Regions from separate parts of the Mus musculus genome. Here regions 1 and 2 are each linked to region 3. The links are chromatin contacts, called in public promoter capture Hi-C maps. All regions are on one chromosome and are shown on one strand. The core of a region is the stretch at or near the end of the contact, and the rest is flanking DNA. Distances in the headings are between cores, read along the strand shown.

Region 1 (3,417 bases), core at 722-3,221, 1.4 Mb after region 3:
TAGATTTCCTATCTGGGCTTTTACAAAATCTACTAACCGGCAGTGAGAACTCGGGGAGTAATTACAAAGTCTGTAATTTTCCTTTCAGATGTAAATGTTTATATTCTAAGAGTCCTCAGGGGACAAAATAATATTAACATTTAATATAGCACACTCCGTGTTTATCCATACAGGAAATGTGGGCATCCCCTGGAGGATCCTGGGATTGCTCACAGGAAAACAATCTCCTGTATTGAATTCTCAGGGGTCCCTTCTTCCACGGCTGCTGGTCTCAAGAGGACATAGCTGGGCTCCCAGCTCCTGAGCATCCGTCTTCTTCTTTTCTAAGTTTGTTTGTTTGTTTTTTTTTTAATATCCCAAGGAGCCACAGAAAAGCTGTCCCTAAAGACCACTGAATACAACCCTATCTTCCCTCTCCTGAGGCCTACGGCCAGATGGAAGCTGAAGACCAGGCAGCCAAGAAAGTCAGGGTCCCACCAGCATCTTCGCTTTCTTCTTCTGGCCTCCATTTGTTTTTATGTCCTGGGGCTTGTGTCTACCTTTGTGACTTTATGTATATACATGAGGAAAACCAAGCTGTGGATGACATCATTCATGTGAGCCCATTTGAGTGAGTCTGAATATGGGACCAGTTCTGTTAACAAGGAAAGCACTTGGAGTCAAAAACCTTCATTTTTCCAGTTTCCAGAACAAAACTCTCTGACCCAGGGTCCCGTATAAGGCACATGTCTCTTTGGGCTATATACACATACTATGCAGCTTTCTTTAAGCCCACAGCTCTAATGAGAGGGCATATGGTGTTCCTAACAAGGAGAAAGCTAGCTTCCTCTCCTCATAGCTTCTAAGTCCTTCGGGAACGAAGGTTGGGCTTCGCTTGTTACATAGTCAGTGGCCATAGTAACAGGGAGCAGGGAAAACAAAATCAGGAACACAACAAAACATATCCACATATAGAAACCAAAGGTCAGGAAAAAAACAGGCTTTGAAAAAGTAAGTGGAGGGGCTGGAGAGATGGCTTAGCAGATAAACGCACTTCCTGCTCTTGCAGAGGACCTAGGTTTACATCCCAGCACTTAACATGGTGGCTCACAACTGGCCTGTAACTCCAGTTCTAGGAGATCTGTGGCATGTGGTTGCATATGTGCAGGCAAAACACTCATATACATAAAATTATATATATATAAATAATATATATATATATATATATATATATATATATATATATATATATTTGTTTGTTTTGTTTTTTGAGACAGGGTTTCTCTGTGTAGCCCTGGCTGGCCTGGAACTCAGAAATCTGCCTGTCTCTGCCACCCAAGTGCTGGGATTAAAAGTGTGCATCACCACTGCCCAGCTAAAATAAAATATTTTTAAAGAAACGTGGAGAGCGACTGTTCCCTTACTTACAGACCTTCATCTGTCGTCTATCCTTTCTCCAGCCAGAAGTCCATCAATCCATCCACCCACACACCCATCTATCCATGTTCTCAGCCATCTATCCACCATCTATTTATCCATATACCACCTCTCCATCATCCCATATACTTAACCCGCATACCTATTTACCTACACATCCACCCACCTACCCATCTTTCTACCCACCCACATACCCATCCACCCATATATTTTTCTATCTGCCCACATACCCATCCACCCACCCATCCACCTATCCATCTACTCACCTGCCCACCCGTCTGTCCATTCATCCGCCCACCCACCCATCCAAGGAAACCGGCTGAGCTAAACCCCTTCTTCGATCAGTTCTGCACTCATTAATAGAGGTACACAGAGAGATGGAAGCCTGGAAGCAGAAGCTGAAGGTAGGAAGAGGAGTCTAGATGACCCTCTCAAAAGATTCTGAAACTCGGAACTGCCTCAGCACAGTTTAAAACTGAGAAACCACTTGCTCATCATAGAGATGAGGGAACCTCCGGGCTTCCTAGAGAGACCCGGAAGCGGTTTTAGGAGCCAGTTTGACAGCTTTTGCTCTAGAGCGGGGGCAGCAAGGCACCAGAGGCTCTTTCGTCTTGCTTCTACAAGCCACGCTGTCGTCTGCCTCTGTGAGTGGTCTGGGGTCGCAAGGGCTGTCGTCACCCACGGGGTCCCTATTCTGGGATGGCAGGGCGGTCCTAAACGCACTTTGCCGGGCTTATGACGAGCCGGCTGAGGGTGAAAGGAGCCTGAAGTGTCCATTGAGGGTAACAGGTGGCATTTGAGAACGACAAGTAGTGGGTGATGATGATAGCTGGTAGTTAAGGGTCACAAATGACAGCTGAGGATAACTAATAGTTGCTGAAGGTGACGGATGGTTCTTGAGGGTGACAACGGTTGTAAGTATCACCAAATTGGATGAGTCTAATTGCCGCCGCCTCAGAACTGTGTTTAAGTATCAGTGGTATAACTTTAAAACTCCTGTAATAAACGAGCGTACCACGGTTGCTGTGATTTGCATTTTAAGGGAGGAGGAGGCAAGGTTAAAAAGTTGTCCAGGCCATCTTCAGCTACATATGCAGCTAGAGACACGAGCTCTGGGGTACTGGTTAGTTCATAGTGTTGGGCCATCATTGGGAAGAGAGGCCATTTGGTCTTGCAAACTTTATATGCCCCAGTACAGGGGAACACCAGGGCCAAGAAGTAGGAGTGGGTGTCAGGATAGCATTTGAAATGTAAATGAAGAAAATACCTAATAAAAAACTGGAAGAAAAAAAAAAGCTGTCCAGGGTCACACAAGTAGCTGATGGTAGATCTAAATCCAGGACCCAATTTCATGATTCCCTATATAAGAGTTTTAATGCTGTGTCACATGCCCCAATGCCTCATGGGAATAGATGAGGTAGCTCTTCCTTTGCCTTTCTGAGCCATTACAGAATGTGCCGGTTGTGAAACGATACACAGTCCAGATCAGTGTATGCTCCATACCTATTGCTTCAGGTCAGAGACTCTGGCCAGCCCTCTGGGACTGCTGGGGTTGGGACATGAGTGATGAAGTCAGGTGTCCCTTGGCCTAGTGGATACATAGAACCCTGTAATCCACTCACTCCCTATGGGACTTGGAGCTGTTGATCATTCTGTCTCTGGGCCCGAGTTTATTCACATGCAAAACGGGACCCACTGGTTAGCATTGTCTCTTTTAGGGCAGTGATGAGCACTCAAGTGACATAATTTATAAACACATTGTAGCGCAGCGCCAGGCACTTAGGAAATGGCAGGAAATGCCACGGTGGTAGGATGGAGTGTCAGGCATACTGACTTCCAGACAGAAGGAGGCATGAGTGTAGCAGAGAGGACGAGGGCAGTTAGAAGGCTGTGGAATGCTCATCTATCCAGAGCACTAGGCTCCAGTTTACCAGGTGCTCTTTGTCCCTGAAGACTGTTCTAGACCAGGAGTCTACATTCACATAGAGTTTCCATGGTGAT
Region 2 (3,212 bases), core at 521-3,020, 1.4 Mb after region 3:
CTGTGATGGGCAGGATGCCATACCTCATTTATTTCCAGAGTTTCTGAGGCTGGGGATAGCTTCAGGGAGGGAGGGACTTGTGTAAGCATGAGAGCCCACGTTCAGATCCCTGGCACCCACGGAAAAAGCTGGGCACTGTGGGAAATGCTGGCAGCTCCTCACTGAAGAGCCAAAACCAAGAGGATCGCTGGGGCTTGCTTGTAAGCCAGGCTAGCCACTCAAGGAGCTCCAGAGTGGGGGAGAAATACCACCAAAAGGATAAAATGGGGAGTGGCTGAGGCACACACCCAGGATTGACCTCTGATCCTCAGAGAGAGAAAGATAAAGACAGACACAGACAGACAGAGACAAACAGAGACAGACAGAGACAGACGTGTACTTAATGGTTCTGTCTTCTTTCGTACAACTGGGAAATACAATAACTACTCGACTTCACTGTTGTATCTTAAACTCAGAGAAGCTGATGTCCTGCCCTTCCACACCCCAGCCAGAACCAAACCGTGCTCACAAGAAGAATCTTTGTTACTGGATTTAAAGTAAAAAAAAAAAAAAAAAAATTGATTCATCAGTCCACGAGTCCCCTGCTGACCACAGCCAGGGGCCCCAGCCACAGGTGATGACTTCCTTATGCAGGGGTGACACCCTCCTCACAAGGTGACTCTGCCGATGGCCTTTCCTCTTCTTTCCAGGCCTTTCTGGGTTAGGATCACTTGAGGGAATTCTAGTTGCAGCTTTCACCAAACAAACCCGTTTTACAACTCCAAGGAATCTAATTTGGCCGCCTCGCGCTTACTGCAGAAGAGCCTGCAGAAGAAGTGAGAGGCTGGCAGCTCAGCTAATGAGCAGCTAGCTCCGTGTGCACGCACTGCCAGTTTGATCTAATTAAGAAGCACTAATACACTAATGACATATAGAGAAAAGGTTCAAACAGGACAACAGGGTGGTTCGTGGTTCGGGACAGCAGCCTGGCAAATTGCAAAGGCTCAAAGTACAGTGGCGTCCCTAGACACACAGTATTGTGCCAAAGCTGACTGGCCACCTTCCTTCCATACATAGAGGGGTGACCAGGCCTAGGACCTAGATAAATAGTCACCTCAGAACAGAATAGCAACCAAGCCTGAAGAAGTCTGTCAGGTATTTCCTGGTACAAGAACACACGTGAAATGATGCTGTTTTACTTATTTATATTTATTCCTAGGAAATTAACACACTCATTGTATAGATCTGTGGCCCTGAGCAATTGTCACGTTTTGTCTTACCACTGGCTCCTTCCAAAGCCCATCCAAACCAAAGGACACGCAAAAAGGCAGTGAGAACCACTCGGGTATGTGCTGCCTGTCATTCACTCTAAGCACTTCCCACTCAAGCCAAAACTGACAGTGTCCCCCCACTGAGGACAGAGAGTATCAGACTCTTCTCCGCAGGACAATCACAGGAATGCTGGCCACTTACCTGTCACCAGCACGGCCTTTTGATCCACAGGTAACAAGTCTTGGTCAGATGAACTCATATACAGAAGAAGGAAGCAGGCCACGGATAAGAGGAACAAGGTGCAGAGGAGGGACAGACTGAGCAGGCAGGCACCTCCCCAGAGGCCAGCGAGACACACCGCCTGGCTCCGCAGCTGCCTGCCACTCCGGCATCCGCAGAGAAGCGTGCCCCCCAGCACTGCAGCGGCAGCCAAGCAGAGCCATGCTGACTCAGAGGCAAACGGGCTCATTCTCCACTGGCCTTCACTTGCTCTGGGCCAGTGAATACTGTGAGTGCAGAAGCTGGCTGGAGGCAGCCCAGGCTTATATGAAGGGAGAGGCAAGCGGGAGGGGGGAACGACAGCCCCCGCACCCTTTGAACAAGCATGTTAAAGGTAGTGATAGGGGAGACTACTCCCAGGATGTAATTTAAACTGTGCACTGTGATATAAATACCTGCTCATTCCCCTAAGGCACTCAACACTTACACATGAGCACACGTACACACACAAACACACACACACACACACACACGTACACACACACATACACACACACACAAATATACACACACCTACACAGACATATAGACATACACACATGCACATACACACAAATAGGCACATACACACAAATAGACACACACACATCGTAACACACAGACATAATACACACACGGACATACACACACATACAGACATACACACACTTACACATACACACATACACGCACGCGCACACGCACCCTCCCACCTGACAGATGTTTACTCAGATAATGATTGACAGACTTGGAATCACAAGAAGACAATCTCCTTTGGATGTGCCCTCTCTGTGTTGGTTGAGTTCTTTTGCTAACTCCGAGTGTATCTGTATGTGTGGCTGTGAGTGTGTGTGTGTGTGTGTGTGTGTGTGTGTGTGTGTTATCCAGGTAATCAGTGAAGCTTGGAAAGTGGATTCTAAGAAGAGAGCATCCCCGATCTGGCCTGTATCTGGAGGACTACTGCCAACTGAGACAGGTTAAGGGCTCAATGAGCCAAAAAAAGGCTCACCTTAGAGGCAGATGGAAGGTGCCTGTGTCTTCCCAGAGGGCAGTTGTGCCAGAGAGAGACCATAGCAATGACAATCAGACTGAGAGAAGCTGTCAGAACCAGTGCTCTGCTCAATTCTGACTCAGTCTACCCTGTTGGAGGCTCTGTTCTTGGTAGTAGGACTCGGTCTCCGAATAGGATGTCCTTACAACATTTCTATTCGTGTGGCAATAACGAGAGAGGCAATCAATAGGAGACTAGAGAGATTAGGAGCCGGAACGCAGCAGGGTGTCAATCCCCGGCATTGCCCTTTGAACCACCCACTGTCTGCTTTCGGTCAAACACAGAAAAGCAACCCCTCCTGTGCTAGTTCCTCCTTTTGCCCAGCTTGCATCTTACACAATCCTTTGTTAGAGTCAGCTTGTAAACTAGAAAATTCAGGCTGGGAGAGGCTGTACTTTATCCAAGAGCAAGGAATCTGAATCCACACACCTGTGACTCACCAGCTCAAGAGCCCTTCTGTAAAAACTGGAGAGATAGTTCAGTCTCTATATATAGGTATCTGGGTATTATATACCATGAGCGCGAACACACACTTACACATGAGCACACGTACACACAAACACACACACACACACACACACACGTACACACACACACACACACACACACACACACACACTCGGACCACCAGTTCCTATACTGACACCCAAGG
Region 3 (3,044 bases), core at 381-2,880:
GCTATTGTGCATGGAGGCCGGAGGTGAAGGTCGGATGTCTCCCTCGATTGCCCTCCATTGGCTGAGTCACCTCACCAGGTTCTGAGGCATGTGTCTATTTCTAACCATATTAAGCAAAAGAACACAGACTCAGAAAGACACATAGCATGCATGGGTCATCTATCTCATGTAAATGAGATGAAGGTCACACTTAAGCTCACTGTCTCTCTGGAGACATATCAGCGGGATGGGTTCTTGGGTGAACCCTGCATACAAGGAGGATGATGTAAGAACCAGATACTGAGCCCCTGAACTCATAAAGGCTTGGAAAGAAACTCTAGTAGATGAGAAACACGGACTAGATGATACGCGTGTGGCGAATACAGGAGAGAACTTCTCTTTGATATACAGTGAGCTATTGACAGACCAAGCATATTACCTGGAAGTCAACAGCACCCCCACTTCCAGTCAGAGCTGAGCAACAGCCTCAGACGGCGGCAAAATGTGTTCCGGGCCCTGCCAGCCACATGTTCTTGCCCAGTGGGCGTGGCTTCTGTGGCACTGGACTTCTTGGTAAATGTCACTGGATTTGTACTGTTCCCTTTACGCCACCATTTACGTTGAGTGCATAAGTGTGTGTTTGTATTTGTGGTGGACAGATATATGGGAGCCAGGAGTTGGCAATGGCTTCCTTAGCCACTTCCACCCTTCTTTAACTTCTTTGTGAATGACAAGATCTGTCACTGAGCCTGGAACCCACCAACTAGGTTATGCCCTAGGAAGCCCCACGTTCCCACCTTCCCAGAGTGGGGCTCACAGGCACACAGCACCACTCCTAGCTCTTGTGTGAGTGCTGGAGACAACTCGGGTCATCACGCTTGTGCTGCAAGCATTTCGCTGATCGGTCTCTCTGTGCTTTTATGGACCAGCTCTTGCCTCATGGAAGCATTTAGGATTTTTGTCCCCAAGGATTGGACAAACATTTTAGTTGGAAAGGCTTATTATAGAACATTCTAGAGTATTGTAAGAGCAAACCACATTATAGATGATCGTTTTTATTTGAGGCATGTAAGTAGTGATACCTGCTCACAGGGATGCCACTGGCCAGTCTCTGTTCCTGTGGTCAAGTCTGACAAACAGACCCCAGTCCCCTCTAGCACAGGGCTGCGGGGCTGTGGAGGTTCATAACCAGGAGTGTTTTGTGTCTTTTCTCTACCCCACCTGCCATGCATCATTCTCCACACGAGGAATCCTGTCTTCGCATGTTCTTGCCAAGGCCACCAATAACCTTAAGTGATTCTGTCCTGTGTCCTTCCCTCAGAGGCTCCCTGGAGCCTCCCCTGCCTCAGAAAGATGGAGCCAGTAGTCCAGGCCAGCTTCCTCAGGAACATGAAGCCAGCATCCAAGGCCAGGTTCCTCAGGAACACAGAACCAGCATCCAAAGCCAGCTTCCTCAGAAACACAGAGCTGGTATCCCAGGGCAGCTTACGGAGGAAGATATCTTTTCCACTCATTCCTGCCTTCTTGCCTCCAAAAATCCTAGTTATTCTAAAAAAGTAGCAATAACCACGAGGGGCTTATCAACAGTAACAGCGGCCACTGTGCCCAGGCTCACAGGGAGCTAGCCACTCTTTCCAAGCTAAGCACAGAAGACTTGGCACGCATGACCCCTTCAGCACTTCCCCAGATCAACCATCTCCAGTGGCCTTGCCTTGTGCATTATTAGGCTTTCCCGTGGTTCACAGCACACATTAACTCACCGGCGCCATTATCAAGCATATTGTGGCATAAACACTGTTAGATGTTTTGAGGGGGTCGTAGAACAGATTCCTTTCCCGGCTTTCTAAACCCCGTCAATGCAGGTATATGGCCACCAGGTGGCAGTAAAGCACCACTACGGAGATTGTTTTGCCTATCTAAAGGTGGCCACCAAGATCCTCTCCTTTTATTATACACAAAGACACACTTTTGTTAAATGCTTAAGCAGCCTAGTTTAACTCCAGGTAGGGCACGTGACCTAATGACATCATCACCGTATTTCTGATTCAGTTACTCTTCGGGATATGAGACAACTAGAGTCCACGGAGTTTGGCTAGATAGTGGAAGGTCTTCTATCATTGACTCCCACTCCTGAGGGGAGGAGGAGGAGAACGGGGGGGGGGGGGGTGGAAGAGGAAGTGGGAAGGGAGGGGGGAGGAGGAGGACAAAGAGGACAGAGGCACAAAGCAGCTCCGGAGTTAGATGGTTCCTCTCTCCACACTTCCAGGGCTTGGCTTCCCATCTTCTAGATCTAGTGACCTGCCTGTGTCCACTTTCTGCCCCACCCCCACTCCCTACCCTGCCCAAGGCCAGGGATGCCTGAAGACAGTTTACAAAGCTGGAGGCTATGAAGGCTAGTGGTGGAAACTTGCTTCCTTAAAAGCAACTGAAAGTCACACCTCCCTGGTAGATGTTTTGTTCCATGGAAGTTTTTGAGCACAAAGCTTGAAGCACAAAACTTCAAGAAGGAGAGAGGTGCTCTTTTGGGGGCTGTTACCACTGCATACCCAGGGACTGGTGGCTCTAAGCTTGGTGTCTGGCTGTTCTGCAGACCCAAGTCCCTTCCACTCTACTGCCCACCTTTCCAGCTAACACTTCAGGGAAGACAGGCTCTCAAGTCAACACTAAATATTCCTTCCTTCATGAAAACTTGTAGCTGCTTCTTAGGACCTTTAGCTAGGAGATCTAGAAAGCCAACTGTGTTTCTTAGCTAAGTGATGGAGAGCCTGTTCTGAATTCTCATGATAAAAGGAAGGGCTGGGGGAAACATGATTATCTTTATCATCAACAAAAACACACTGTATGTCTGTAGTGTGTGTGTGTCTGTAGTGTGTGTGTGGTGTGGGGAGAGAGAGAGAGGGAGAGAGAGAGAGAGAGAGAGAGAGAGAGAGAGAGAGAGAGAGAGAGAGAGAGAGAGAGAGAGCGCAAGCACTGGGGGTACGGCTCAATGGGCAGGAACATTTGCTGTCAAGCATGAGGCTCCAAGTAGGGATCCCAGCAAACACTAAAAATGCTAGGTTTGGCTG

Evidence for each region. Promoter capture Hi-C pulls out the DNA fragments that hold promoters and counts their contacts.
Region 1: a promoter capture Hi-C map of hippocampal neurons shows a contact between it and region 3, with 18 times the contacts expected there. The contact joins the promoter of Sdr42e1 here to the enhancer-like site in region 3. A contact is called at or near these places in 3 of 39 promoter capture datasets (hippocampal neurons, pre-B cells and stem cell-derived epiblast-like cells), 2 of 115 datasets of contacts at active chromatin or transcription factors (astrocytes and embryonic stem cells) and 3 of 9 other capture datasets (adipose tissue, liver and pancreatic islet).
Region 2: a promoter capture Hi-C map of hippocampal neurons shows a contact between it and region 3, with 18 times the contacts expected there. The contact joins the promoter of Hsd17b2 here to the enhancer-like site in region 3. A contact is called at or near these places in 7 of 39 promoter capture datasets (the 3T3-L1 cell line, cranial neural crest, embryonic stem cells and 2 more), 2 of 484 Hi-C or Micro-C datasets (cardiomyocytes and cerebral cortex), 2 of 115 datasets of contacts at active chromatin or transcription factors (astrocytes and embryonic stem cells) and 1 of 9 other capture datasets (embryonic stem cells).

Annotation. Positions count from the first base shown.
Region 1 is chr8:117,672,243-117,675,659 of GRCm38.p6, reverse strand. It overlaps Sdr42e1 (short chain dehydrogenase/reductase family 42E, member 1), which reads left to right and starts at 1,971. Exons shown (of 3, transcript NM_001357273.1): 1 at 1,971-2,060.
Region 2 is chr8:117,700,504-117,703,715 of GRCm38.p6, reverse strand. It overlaps Hsd17b2 (hydroxysteroid (17-beta) dehydrogenase 2), which reads right to left and starts at 1,770. Exons shown (of 5, transcript NM_008290.2): 1 at 1,453-1,770. The coding sequence starts at 1,720.
Region 3 is chr8:119,063,552-119,066,595 of GRCm38.p6, reverse strand. All of the region lies in intron 6 of Cdh13 (cadherin 13), which reads right to left. Among named protein-coding and RNA genes, the nearest start is that of Gm31893, 7.6 kb to the right of the region's middle. Within about 2 kb of position 1,630, at least 4 of the 459 cell types and tissues checked have an H3K27ac peak or open chromatin away from gene starts, as enhancers often do. A contact at or near this core is called in hippocampal neurons, where this site is marked.